2 separate regions of the Rattus norvegicus genome follow, and region 1 is linked to region 2. A link is a contact called in public Hi-C data. All regions are on one chromosome and are shown on one strand. Each heading gives the region's core, a stretch centred on a gene start, on an enhancer-like site or on the middle of the called end of the contact. The rest is flanking DNA. Distances are from core to core; before and after follow the strand shown.

Evidence for each region. A called contact is a pair of places that touch in the nucleus more often than the background predicts.
Region 1: a contact with region 2 is called in a Hi-C map of frontal cortex, with 2.5 times the contacts expected there. The contact joins the promoter of Ik here to the promoter of Ankhd1 in region 2. A contact is called at or near these places in 1 of 12 Hi-C or Micro-C datasets (frontal cortex) and 1 of 1 datasets of contacts at active chromatin or transcription factors (oligodendrocytes).

The regions. Positions count from the first base shown.
Region 1 is chr18:28,630,721-28,636,952 of GRCr8, forward strand. Ik (IK cytokine) reads left to right here and starts at 1,305. Exons shown (of 20, transcript NM_001005537.1): 1 at 1,305-1,442; 2 at 2,270-2,336; 3 at 4,243-4,335; 4 at 5,014-5,073; 5 at 5,505-5,672; 6 at 5,816-5,930. The coding sequence starts at 1,427. Ndufa2 (NADH:ubiquinone oxidoreductase subunit A2) reads right to left here and starts at 1,164. Exons shown (of 3, transcript NM_001106153.1): 1 at 1,041-1,164; 2 at 803-909. The coding sequence starts at 1,135.
Region 2 is chr18:28,434,250-28,440,234 of GRCr8, forward strand. Ankhd1 (ankyrin repeat and KH domain containing 1) reads left to right here and starts at 2,145. Exons shown (of 34, transcript NM_001415723.1): 1 at 2,145-2,566. The coding sequence starts at 2,279.

The DNA of each region.
Region 1 (6,232 bases), core at 55-2,554, 200 kb after region 2:
TCAGGGAATGCTTTATTTTGGTACTGATGATCAAACCCGTACCTCTCACATGAAAGGCGATCACCATTTTCTTGTGTATCTTTAAAATTTTGAGATAACATTTCACTAAATTTTCTACTCAGGCATTGAACTCACTCTAGCCTCAGACAGACCTTGAGTTTGTGATCCTCCTGCTTCTGCCTGAGAATATCTAGAGCTGAGATTTACAGCCTGGCTCAGGAATGCCTTTTTGAGACAGTGATATGCAGTCAGGGGCAAGTAACAACCTGAATGGTGGAAGCCAACCATTGTACGCTCTAAGGAAGGGGCCCAAATGCAAAAGCTCAATCCTATTTAAGCTTCGTAGTTTTAGGTGTTTCCATAATGTTTAGTGCCAGTGTTCTAATATTTACAAAGGAAAAGCACCCATCCACAACATTAATGAAGACTAATGAGAATGAGTTAAAGTACCCAGCGCAAGCTGTAAGCATAAAGTGCTTAACGTCACTAAAATGCTTCGTCCCTTAATTTGTCCTGGCTAAGATGTGATTCAGAAGGACCTATGCTGACATAAGCGTGTCTTTTACATGAAGTACACTCTGAACTGCAAAAAATTCCTCAGTCCAGCCCAAGAGCCAGTCAGACCTCATATATATGTTGCCATGAATAAAAGGCATCACACAACTAAGTAAATGTGAATTTCTTTATCAGTTGGAGTTTTGGTCCTTCAGCCCCGTCTTCCCATGACGTGGGGAGGCTCCTTATGTTTTTCTATCCCGTATTCTGCAACCCGGGCCCCTGACCTCCAACGACCAGTACTCACCATAACGGGCCCAGAGCTTGGGCTGCACCTCTGAACATTCGCGGATTAGAATGGGCAGGTCGGGGTGCGCCTTCTTCAGCTCCACGTACCGTTGCTGGATGAAATCTCTGCGGGGCGGGAGGAGAGACTGTCGCTAGCGGGCAAAGGTACACACTGACCCTGACACCCCCCGCCTCCGGAGGTCAAGGTCAGAGCTCCACCTTCCGAAGCTCACTCGCCTTCCCACGCTACGACTCACCTCACACCCTGGCTGCCTGGGGAACGCTGGCATAAGTGAATGCGAATCTCACGCAGTACCTGCTTTGCACCGACTACTCGGCTTGCGGCCGCCATCTTTGCTAGCAAAGGAGCACCCAATCACGGCCTTTCAGCTCCCTCAATCGGACCAATAGCGACCCTCTAGTCTCCGTCATCGATTGGATGACGCGGGGAGGGGCGGGACAAATCTTAGCAATTAAATGAGGCCTTTATAGGGGCAGAATGGTAGTGACGCGAAGGAAGCCGGAAGGCACGGAAGGCAAAGCTCTGTCGCAGGCTTTCGTGGTGCATTGTGGATAAAAGTTTGTCGCCGCTGTTTTGTTGAGGATATTTCGCGATTGCTGGCGCTGAGAGACCGCGGCCGAAATGCCGGAGCGAGATAGTAAGGCTAGAGTCAACCACTCTTTCTTGCCCGCGGGACTAGAGACACTAGGCTTGTTGAGTTTGCTGAATTTAAGCCAGTTGTGTGACTGTTGGAGGCGCGCGAACCATTGGCCTTTAGGAGAGGCCCTGCTGAACTGCCCTCAAATTTTGTTTCTTTGTTGAGGACCGGCGTTTTGAAGCAGCCCCACCTCCCTATCCCCTCCTTAGTAAACCATGGCTTGTGCCTCTCTTTTAGGGGCTTGTTTTGTTTATTTGACGCGGGAGGGGAGGCTCGCTACGCTCTCAGGCAAACCTCAAAAGTCCCAAGTATTTGGGATTACCGGATGCTGAGCTCTTTGATGTAGTACTTAGGAAGCAATCTTTAGGGAGAAAAATGTTGATTCTTCGTTTAGGAAAACCTGGCTCTATAGCTCCCTACCCCCCTTCCCAAGTGGGCAAGGATCTAGAACGGATCTAGCGGGCGGGTTTTGAACCTATCTTTCTGTTTCCATTGGTCAAGTGATGAGGTGACAGGCACATACCGGCACAAACAGCTCTTTTGCTCGTTTCTTTTTGAGATAGTCTGAGTGCGTAGCCCAAACTGGCCTCAAAATCTTGCTGCCTCAATCTCTCTGGTTCTGGAATTACAGATGTAGGTACCACTCCCAGTTTCTGGTAATAAGAGTTTCTTGTAGTCCTCCCATTTCAGTACTTATACTTTCTGCTTAAGTACTGCTGCCCTTCATCTTGTCCACTATGTTGTTCACTTTTATAACTGCTAGTTTTTGTACAGAACTTCACACATTAAACGATTGATTGATTTAATGTCCTTTTTTTTCCTTTAAGGTGAGCCCTTCTCTAACCCTTTGGCCCCAGATGGCCACGATGTGGATGATCCTCATTCTTTCCACCAGTGAGTAATTTTGTCTTTGGAGTACGGAATGATTTGAGCCATGAGCAAGAGAGACGGTAAAGAGGCTGAAAGAATTCAGATTATTTTGTTGGCAAGAATGGACCAACAGTTCCTGGAAAATGGTTTATTGAGAGAAAAATGCTAACCTGTATAACTTGATAAACTTATTTTTCCCACAGAAAACTTTATCGTAAGTTCAGTTACCAAGATGGTGTAATTATGCTTAGTTTCGTAAGTCATACAAAATGATTGCTTTGGTGTCAGGTTTTTAGTAAAGTTGTAATTAAGGACTTAAAAAAAAAAACAAAAACATAAAACATTCAGAACATTTAGTTCTTTATCTCTGTGAACCTTAAGTGAACTAGGAATCCCACATAAGAGAATTTGAAGAGAAGTTATGGGCAGGAAGAGTCTAGTGTTTGTGTTGCTTTATTGCATATGTAAGCATATATAAGAATTTTCCCTGGTGAAAGTTAAGCATTGGAAAATGTAAAATTGTCTTTTGTAACTTCACCAACTCAATCCCTTTTATACTTACTATTACTTTGAGTGTGCGGGTAGATGCACGCGTGGAGATGAGAGGATAACCTTGGGGTGAGGTATTCATTTTCCACTTTGTTATGAGATAGGATTTCTTTTGTCCACTGCTGGCAGCCAGGTTGGTAGGCCTGCAAGCTTCTGATGATTCTTCTGTTTCTGCCTCCCATCTCCTGAGAAGGGTTGTGCTAGGATTACAGACACTTGTACTGCTGTGCCCAGCTCTTACCTGGGTTCTGGAGACCTGAACTTGGATTGTTAAGCTTGAAGAGCACACACTTTGCCCACTTAGCACTCTTGCCAGCCCTCCCTTTTGGAGATAGGGTCACTCTTTATCCCAGACTGACATGGCATTCCTCCTCCCCCAAGTCTCCCAAGTGCTGAGATTGCAGGCTCATACAGAACTACTATACCTTGTTTCTTTTAAAGTTTTTATTTATTTCAGAAAGGATTTAATCTGATCCTCCTGTCTCAGCCTCTCGAGTGCAGGGATTATATACTTGTACTCCTACATTCTAATCTAAAATTCTTTCTCTCTCTCTCTGTCTTTCTCTCTGTCTACCGCCTATTCCCATCCCCCCTCTCTGATAATGCTGAGGATTGAACCTAGGGCCTTGTACCCTTACCCTTTAAGATATAGCCCAGGCTTGCTTCAAATTAGCTATCCTCCTATTTTCATCTTTTGTCACTATGTGTGCCACTATGATCTGCAAGTCCCCAGTTTTGACTTAATCTCCCCTTTTGTTGTGTGCCTAGTTTTAGTACAGAATTAAGCCCCCATCACAGCATTCTTGAATCTATATGAGAGTATCCATACTCCCAAATTTTACTCACATTTGATTCAGTGAAACTTCTGAGCCAGGAGGTGGTGGCACATACTTTTAATCCTAGTTTCTGGGAAGCAGAGACAGGTGAATCTCTGAGATTGAGGACAGCCTAGTCTATAGAGGTAAGTTCTAGGATGGCCAGGGCTACACAGAGAAACCCTGTCTTAAAAAACACAAAACAAAACAAAAGCAAGAACTTCTAGTGTTAGGCTGGAGAGATGGCTCAGCAGTTAAGAACACTGACTGCTCTTCCAGAGGTCCTGAGTTCAATTCCCAGCTCCTACATGGTGGCTCACAAGCATTTGTAATGGGATCCGATAAACTCTTCTGATATGTCTGAAGACAACAGCTACAGTGTACTCACTGTAAAATAAATAATTAAATCTTCAAAAAAAAAAGGACTTCTAATATTAACAGTACTGTGTTGGAATTGGCATCTCCCTTATTTTAGTGCAGTTAACCATGCATTTTACCGTCTTCTTTCCTATTGACTACTGGTTTTGATTTTGATTTTGATTTTTTTTTTTTACAATTTCTTACAGATCAAAACTTACCAATGAAGACTTCAGGAAACTTCTTATGACCCCAAGAGCTGCACCTACTTCTGCACCACCTTCTAAGTCACGTCACCATGAGTAAGCCTTTTCATTCCTGCCTGTCCATTTCTGTGGAGCCAGAGTTTGGTAGACTCCTCTCAAGAGCCAGACCTCTTTTCAAGCCTCTGCTTCCAATTTTTTTCTCTATGAAGACTGAAGTTTTAGTGATGACTGGGATGCTCTGGGTTCTTATTATTCCTTCATGAATATTGTAATAGAGTCATTGCTTGTGCAAATGGACAGATTTCTGGGCCTGTTATTACTGGATAGTCTACAACAGGTTTTTAAGGTAGTATTTAATGTTAATGTCAATTAGATATTTATGATGCTTTTTATAATGAGAGGTACAGATATTGATAATATACTGCCTGATCAACACTGGTTTTTGTATTGTGCTGTTTTCCTTTTTGTTCTCTCTTATTTAAGAATGGTCTCACTGTGTAACCTTGGCTAGCCTTGTCACTGTAGACAAGGTTGGCCTTGTGCTCATAGAGACCTACTGAGTGCTGAGCCCAGGGGTGTGTCCTGGTACAGCTGGCTGTTTTGCCTTTTTTCCTTTTTTGAGACATTGTCTAGACCTGACTGGACTTTACCATGTAGTCCAGGTTGGCCTTGAATTTATCCTATTATCTCATCCTCTGATGTGTTCTCAATGCCTTGTGAGTTTTAAGGACTGGGGCATTATTTTGCTATAAGTGAGTCTCTTGTATCTTCTAGGATGCCAAGAGAGTACAATGAGGATGAAGACCCAGCTGCACGGAGGAGGAAGAAGAAAAGGTAAAGGGATGGGAGAGGAGAGTGCTCTGTAAGGTGAGACTGTCTGTGGCTGAAGGAGCAGAGGAGTTGTCCAGTAACAGATGGGGTTTCCTACTGTGAAAGTACATCTAGAGAGGGCATGTGGTAGCAGTAAAAAGGAAGATCTGAGGTAGAGGAAACTGAATTTCTTTTTTTTTTTTTTTTTTTTTTCTTTTTTTCGGAGCTGGGGACTGAACCCAGGGCCTTGTGCTTGCTAGGCAAGTGCTCTACCACTGAGCTAAATCCCCAACCCCGGAAACTGAATTTCTGATGTTGACGATGATCAAGAGTCGACTGGCAGTTCTGTCAGTACATACATAGTTTTCACCACAGATATAAGGAAACAGGACCACTTGTGTTGACCTTGAGATAGGAGTTGGTAAGCCGTGTATATTTCTCTTCTCTGGTCACAGTTATTATGCCAAGCTTCGCCAGCAAGAAATTGAGAGAGAGAGAGAACTCGCAGAGAAATACCGGGACCGTGCCAAGGAACGGAGAGATGGTGTGAACAAAGATTATGAGGAAACTGAGCTGATTAGTACAACAGCCAACTACAGGGCCGTGGGCCCCACTGCTGAGGCGTGAGTAGGGGATCCTCCGAGCAGAGCCACAGTCACACTCTAGGTTTCTTACAGCTTAACCTGCTCGGGAGCACATGCTTGAATTTCAGCAGGAATTTGTCTTTCATAATGGACTGCTTCAACATGGTTCTTTCATTATTCAGGGACAAATCAGCAGCAGAGAAGAGAAGACAATTGATTCAGGAGTCTAAATTCTTGGGTGGTGATATGGAACACACCCATTTGGTGAAAGGTTTGGATTTTGCATTGCTTCAAAAGGTGAGTTCTGTTTAACCTTTTTTTTTTTTTTTCCCCCCTGGAGCTGGGGACCGAACTCAGGGCCTTGCGGTTGCTAGGCAAGCGCTCTACCGCTGAGCCAAATCCCCAACCCCGTGAGTTCTGTTTAAAGATGGGGAGAGAAATACTAGTTAGTGTTCATGTTTGGACATTTGTGAAGTGAAGGACACGTTTGCCCAGACCATTGGTTTAGCAGAATTATAGGTGGCCTGTCTGTAGAACTTGTGGTTGAATTCCTTGGGGAGGTCTTCCCTTGTCACCCTGGTGTGGTTAAGGGCCTGGAT
Region 2 (5,985 bases), core at 895-3,394:
CATGTCTTGGAAAACCAAACCAAACCAAAATAACCAAAACCAACCAAACAAAACAACACAAAAGCGGTATATGTTGTTTACATAAAATAGTATGTAAAATAAAATGTCTCACATTTTCTATAACTTATTATCTAGAAAGAACTAGATATGTCCTCATCATAGGAAACTAGATATGTCCTTATCATTTTTGGCATATGAAATGAACAATTACAATCTAAGAAATTTTAACAATTAAAAAAATGTTTTGGCTCAGCACCCCCTTCAGATCATTATATTTTTGATCTTTGATTGATGTTGGCCTTTAATGGCACAACCATCTCTCCAGCCCAATTACATGAAAATAGAATTTTCAAAACCCAATTTAATGGAGATGAAATACTGCGTATTGTACAAATGAGGTAGATACAATTTTTTATAAAGGCTCCAAATGGAAAAATGACAAAGCTTTTGTTTTTAGCTAACCTGCTATTGTATGCACATTTGCTGGGTAAAAGGACATTTTCATACAAACATCACCAAACTCCTTTGTGATTTTCTTAAATCGTGATTAGTGAGGAACTGTAACACTTTTAATTATTTTTATTGGTAAAATGGGGGGAGGGGAGAGGGAGAGGAAGGGGGAAAATCAGAGGGGGATGACTTCCTTGGTTAGAAATTTAGCTAGAACTGGTTTGGCTGGCAGAACTCAGGTCAGGCAGAGAACTGAAGGAAGAGGGAGGGTTGGCTAATTAAGAAAAAACAATCTTGGGTTGGGGATTTAGCTCAGCAGAAGAGCGCTTGCCTAGCGGGCGCAAGGCCCTGGGTTCGGTCCCCAGCTCCGAAAAAAAGAAAAAAGAAAAAAAAAAGAAAAAAAAAAGAAAAAAAAAAGAAAAACCAACCTTCCCTATAAGTTGGTCACTCTGCTAAGCTCTGTGTTTAATCAACTTTAATTGCTAACCACCCAGTGGGGACTGTGCTCACATTCCCATTTTACACAGAATAACATCAAACACTCCGGGGTCACTTAACAAATAAGTGGCGGCACCAGACCAGAAATAGCCCGCGAGCACGCCGTCTTAGCCGCGTCCATCCCTGCGGTCGGATTCCACGCACCGTTCGTCTTCCTCTGCCGGACAGTTCCCGGGACCAAGGGATGGCGCTGTCCAGCCCGCCAGCTTCCCCGAGAGAACGCGGCCCCATCCTGCCCCAAGGCTGTAGAGCGCGCCAGTCCAGCACCAGGCGCGCGGGCGGGTGGAGAAGCTTCAGAGCAGCCAACCGAGCTGCTCAAGGGTTGCTTAGGCTCCCGGCGCAGCGCTCTGCCAGGACAGGTGTGAGGCGCCAAACAGAATCAGCCCTACCCGGATTCCGGATTACCGCAGCCGCTCCCAGTCTTTGACTCTTTCCCAAACAGCCGGAGGCAAACGGGTTAAGTAGCCTCACCTGTCCTGGAGGCGGAGCCTGATGTGGTGACTGACGTTGCCACCTTCCAACCAGGAAATGGCAGGAAGATGGGGCTTCGCTGAGACTGATTGCTTCTTTCCGCCAATCCCCGTGCAGCTACTTCCGGCCATAGCCGCGGCGCCCGAGGGAGAGCGACAGGTGGGAGCTACTTTGCTACCTCGACGCCTCTTGCATCTTGGACGCACAAGACTCTCCAAGAGCAGGGTTAGGTCTACTTCATATTTTGTTACTTCTTGCGGGTTCTCACTTCAGCCCTCCTTTTAATGAGAAATGGAAATTCCCCAGTCCTTTTCCCGTCACCTCAGATGGGGGCGGGATGAACAGTATTCTCACAGACCAATTGTACCACGCGACGTCCCGTGACAAAATGACCGACAATATCTGGCGCCAATGGAGTTCCCCATTGTTAGGGTTCATTTTGACTGACCACAAGGCCAACTAATAGACTGTAAGGTCGTGATACGATAGTCACAGAGGCTGGCCAATAGATATAGAAAGAGACCGGAAGTCAGATCGGGAGAAGTAGGAGGCGGGTGTTCACAACCGCCTAGGCCTACGCGGGTCAACGCAGCTTGGGGGATGCGAGCCAGCTAGCAGCGCGTGACGGAGAGCGTGAGCGACAGATCTCCGTGGCCAATGATTTGCAGGCGCCTGGAAATCGCAACCAGTGATGAGTCTAAGGGGCGGGAGGCAGCAGGTTAGGCAGTGAGAAGTTAGTGGCGCTGCTGGGACGGGGAGAAGAGACGCTTCTTCCTCCTGCTGTTCCTTGCCTTCCCGGGATCAGCCGCGGCGGTGGCCGCGAGTGATTCGGCAGCGTCTCCGGCTCCGCGTGAGAACCATGCTGACGGACAGTGGGGGCGGCGGCACCTCCTTTGAGGAGGATTTGGACTCCGTAGCTCCGCGATCCGCCCCAGCTGGGGCCTCGGAGCCGCCTCCGCCGGGAGGGGTCGGGCTGGGAATCCGCACCGTGAGGCTTTTTGGGGAGGCTGGGCCCGCGCCGGGAGTCGGTGGCGGCGGCAGCGCGGGCGGAGGGGACGCAGCGCTGGATTTCAAGTTGGCGGCTGCCGTGCTGAGGACGGGCGGCGGAGGTGGTGCCTCTGGAAGCGACGAGGACGAGGTGTCCGAGGTATAGCTCCAGGACCCTTGTCTCTAACGTTGCGTGAGACGTGAATTCTTTGGACCAGCACACGGCTGGTTCACCCTCCCGCTTCCTGGGTGCAATGTTCTCTGACAGCAGTTGCTTGCAAGGCGACGGTGGCAGCAGTGCGGGCCTAGTGAGCTCTCGGCTTGCTCTTCGGCGCGCGTCAGGAGCGGGACGGATTCCCGTCACCGTCTGTAGACCCACAATAGGGAGTTCTTTGGTCTGCGAGCTTCGCGCGGGAACCCAGACTCCGCAGGCTACCTCCCGCCCACCCCGTGTTGGAGATGGGGGAGGGCGGGGTCTTGTTAGCCAAAGTCCCTGCCCTTGGTACTGAGGGAGCCTGAGAAACTGGCGGACATGGCTAGCTCAAAAAGGCTGTCTGCTGTTCGCCTCTGCTTTAAGTGTGGCTTTGCCTGTGCATTTAAGTAGAGCAGTTCTTATTTTCTTTTAGTTTGAAGCAGATGAGTATTAAGTTCTCAGCTTTTACTCCGAAAAATCACGTGACCGATTCTTGGACGTTTTATGAAGTTAGACAGGAAAAGGAAGTTCCAAGGCATCTTTGAGCTTCGGAATAACTGGATAGTTGAACGCTGAGGTTTTTAGCCTTTGAGATGAGGCATCCTGCAGACTCCTTTTCTTGTGAAGAAAATGCGCTGAGCTCCTGCATTTCTTTTAGCACGTGTGTATAATACTGGGTGCACATTTCAGGTGTGAGCAATTTAGGACGGTAGGTACTGTTCTTTAGTCTCTTGAAGAAAAGTTGACACAAACACACATAGTTGTAGATATTTGCACACATACTTGCAAACATATGCATTTACAAGTTAAATATTATTTTCTTTAACAATGGTCAGGACAGAGAATTGTACTGTGATGTTTTAAGTGCTTGGAATTCTGTTCCTTTTTAATTTGGCTATGATTTGTTGACTTTTAATTGTTGAGATTTAGTCTGAGTTGCTGTGTAGATCAGGGTGGCTGAACTTTTTGTGATCCTCCTACCTGTATTTCCTTAGTGCTGGATTACAGACGTGCACCACCACGGCCTAGCTAACTATTTCTTCTACATTGGTCCTAGCATTTCTGGTTCATCCCTTGTGACTTTAACCTCTGGTCCTGGTGTTAAAGTACAGGAATTTCTGTGTACCAATGATCTTGGCTTGTGTATTTGAGAGGAATAAGGAGAAATTATTGCAGAGTACAGTTACAGCACTGTTTTTTCTAGTTCTGAAGAGGAGGTTTTTTTGGATTCAATATTTTACTTTGGGAAAAAAAAAAAACTGTGCATGTTACCTATCCACATTTTTGAATTTCCCTGTAAAAAAAAAATAAATTCTAGGCCAAGATGAGAGAAGAATTTTATTTGGATAGTCAGTTGTTGGGAGAATCTGTAGTTCTCTAAATTTTGGGTTTGTGGGAAGCTTTTATCCTTTCGGTGAAATGAGAGCTGAACTCAGAACACATGGATGTTTGGCTAGGAAAGAAAGTGCTGGCTAACTTTAGATTCTAAAGATTTGTTTTCTTTTTAACTTGTAAGGGAGAATCTGAAAAGCTGGCTTTATTCTAAATGTTATGGGAAGGTAGTCTTCTTAATTTTGGGGGGCCACTTTGACATAATTGGCATGAATGAGATTAGAGGTATATGAGTAGTGTTTAAATTTCTTCACAGATAAAAGTGTTAGTGAACTTCCAAAGTCAAATTTCCCTCTTAGTGTTTATCTCTGTCACATACACTGTATTAAAGCTATTGGTACAATCTATACATTTTCATACTATTTTTGAGACAAGGTCTTAATGTATAGCCCTGGCTGGGCTGGAACTGGTTTTGTAGACAAGATTGGCCTTGAAATCAAGAGATCAGCTTGTTTCTGCCTTCCAATTACTGAGATTGAATGCATGTGCCATCATACCCAGTTATAATTTAAACAAAATTTTTGGTTTTATATGTAATGGCGTTTTGCCTATATGTGCCTGGTGCCTATGTAATCCAGAGAGGGTGTCATGTCCCCTGAAACTGGGGTTACAGCTGGTTGTGAGCCACCATGTGGGTGCTGGGAATTGAGCTGGGGTCCTTTGGAAGAGCAGCCAGTGAGTGAGTGCTGTAACCCTAAGCCATCTCCAACCTCAAAACACCTTATTCTTCTGTTACTTATACATTCTGTGCCAAGAATGAATTTAGGTATTGAGAGTATATTTTGATCCCCCCCCCCCCTTTTGGGACAGGATTATATATTGTAGTCCAGGCTGGATTTGTAAGTGCTAGGCAGTATTTTGTCTGAGCCACTACTATGTTTGTCTGGCTGTCTGCCCCCCCCCCCCACTGGGGATTGAACCCAGGACCTTGCGCTTCCTAGGCAAGCGCTCTACCACTGAGCCAAATCCCCAACCCCCTTTCTTTTTCTTCTAGAAAACTCCCCAAAACAATGAAACAAACCAAAAGAACAACAACAACTTTAGTTTTGGGATGCAGATCTCTGAGCCATAGGGGTTTTGGGGAGGGTGAGAGCATTTGGTGTGCATATAGATTCTTTTTTTTTTTTTTTTTTTTTTTTTTTTGGTTCTTTTTTTTCTGGAGTCCCCGGAGCTGGGGACCCAGGGCCTTGCGCTTCCTAGGCAAGCGCTCTACCACTGAGCTAAATCCCCAACCCGTGCATGTAGATTCTTAATCTGTGGAGAAGAAAAAGCTTTTTCTGTGGTTTTTCCTTTCGGAAAAGAAATTCCTGAAGTATCTCACAGCAGCAGTAAGTGCAGTAGGATATACAGTCTGTCTTTGTGAATGAAATGAATTATTTTGCTTAAGTTATATACCTTTTCTCTTTTCTTTATGAACTGTCTTTTCCTATTACTTTGGAAGGGATAACAAATAACATTCTTAGAAAGATACTTACTTGTGAAGTATGTGAATAATAATAAAGTCCTCATTTCATATTCCTAAATTATTTTAGAGCCAGATAATGAATTAGTTGTTATACAGTTTGGGAATGGAGATCATCTTCTTTCCCATGTGAGGCAGGAAAAGGTAAGAAATGAGAAATAAAAGACCCAGTAATTAATGTCTCTTGCAGGTTAAGTTAAAAGATCCTATGGTTTGAAAAGGGAATTTAGAACTATTACTATTAGTAAATTTTTTTTCAGTTTTATTTATTATTATTGTGTGCAAGCACAAATGCATGTGTGTGTGGTAGCATTCTTTTAGGTATCATAGGACAACTTGTGGAACTAGTTCTTTCTACTGTGAGTTCTGGGGTTTGAACTGAGGTGGTTGAGATTGAAGTGTTTGTAACTGTTGAATCATCTCACCAGCCTCCATACATTTAAAAAAAAAAAACAAAACAACAACAAAAAACTAAGTTTCTTTTCCCCTTAGGAAATTCATTATTTGGTTATTTATTTGTTTAGTGGTTTTG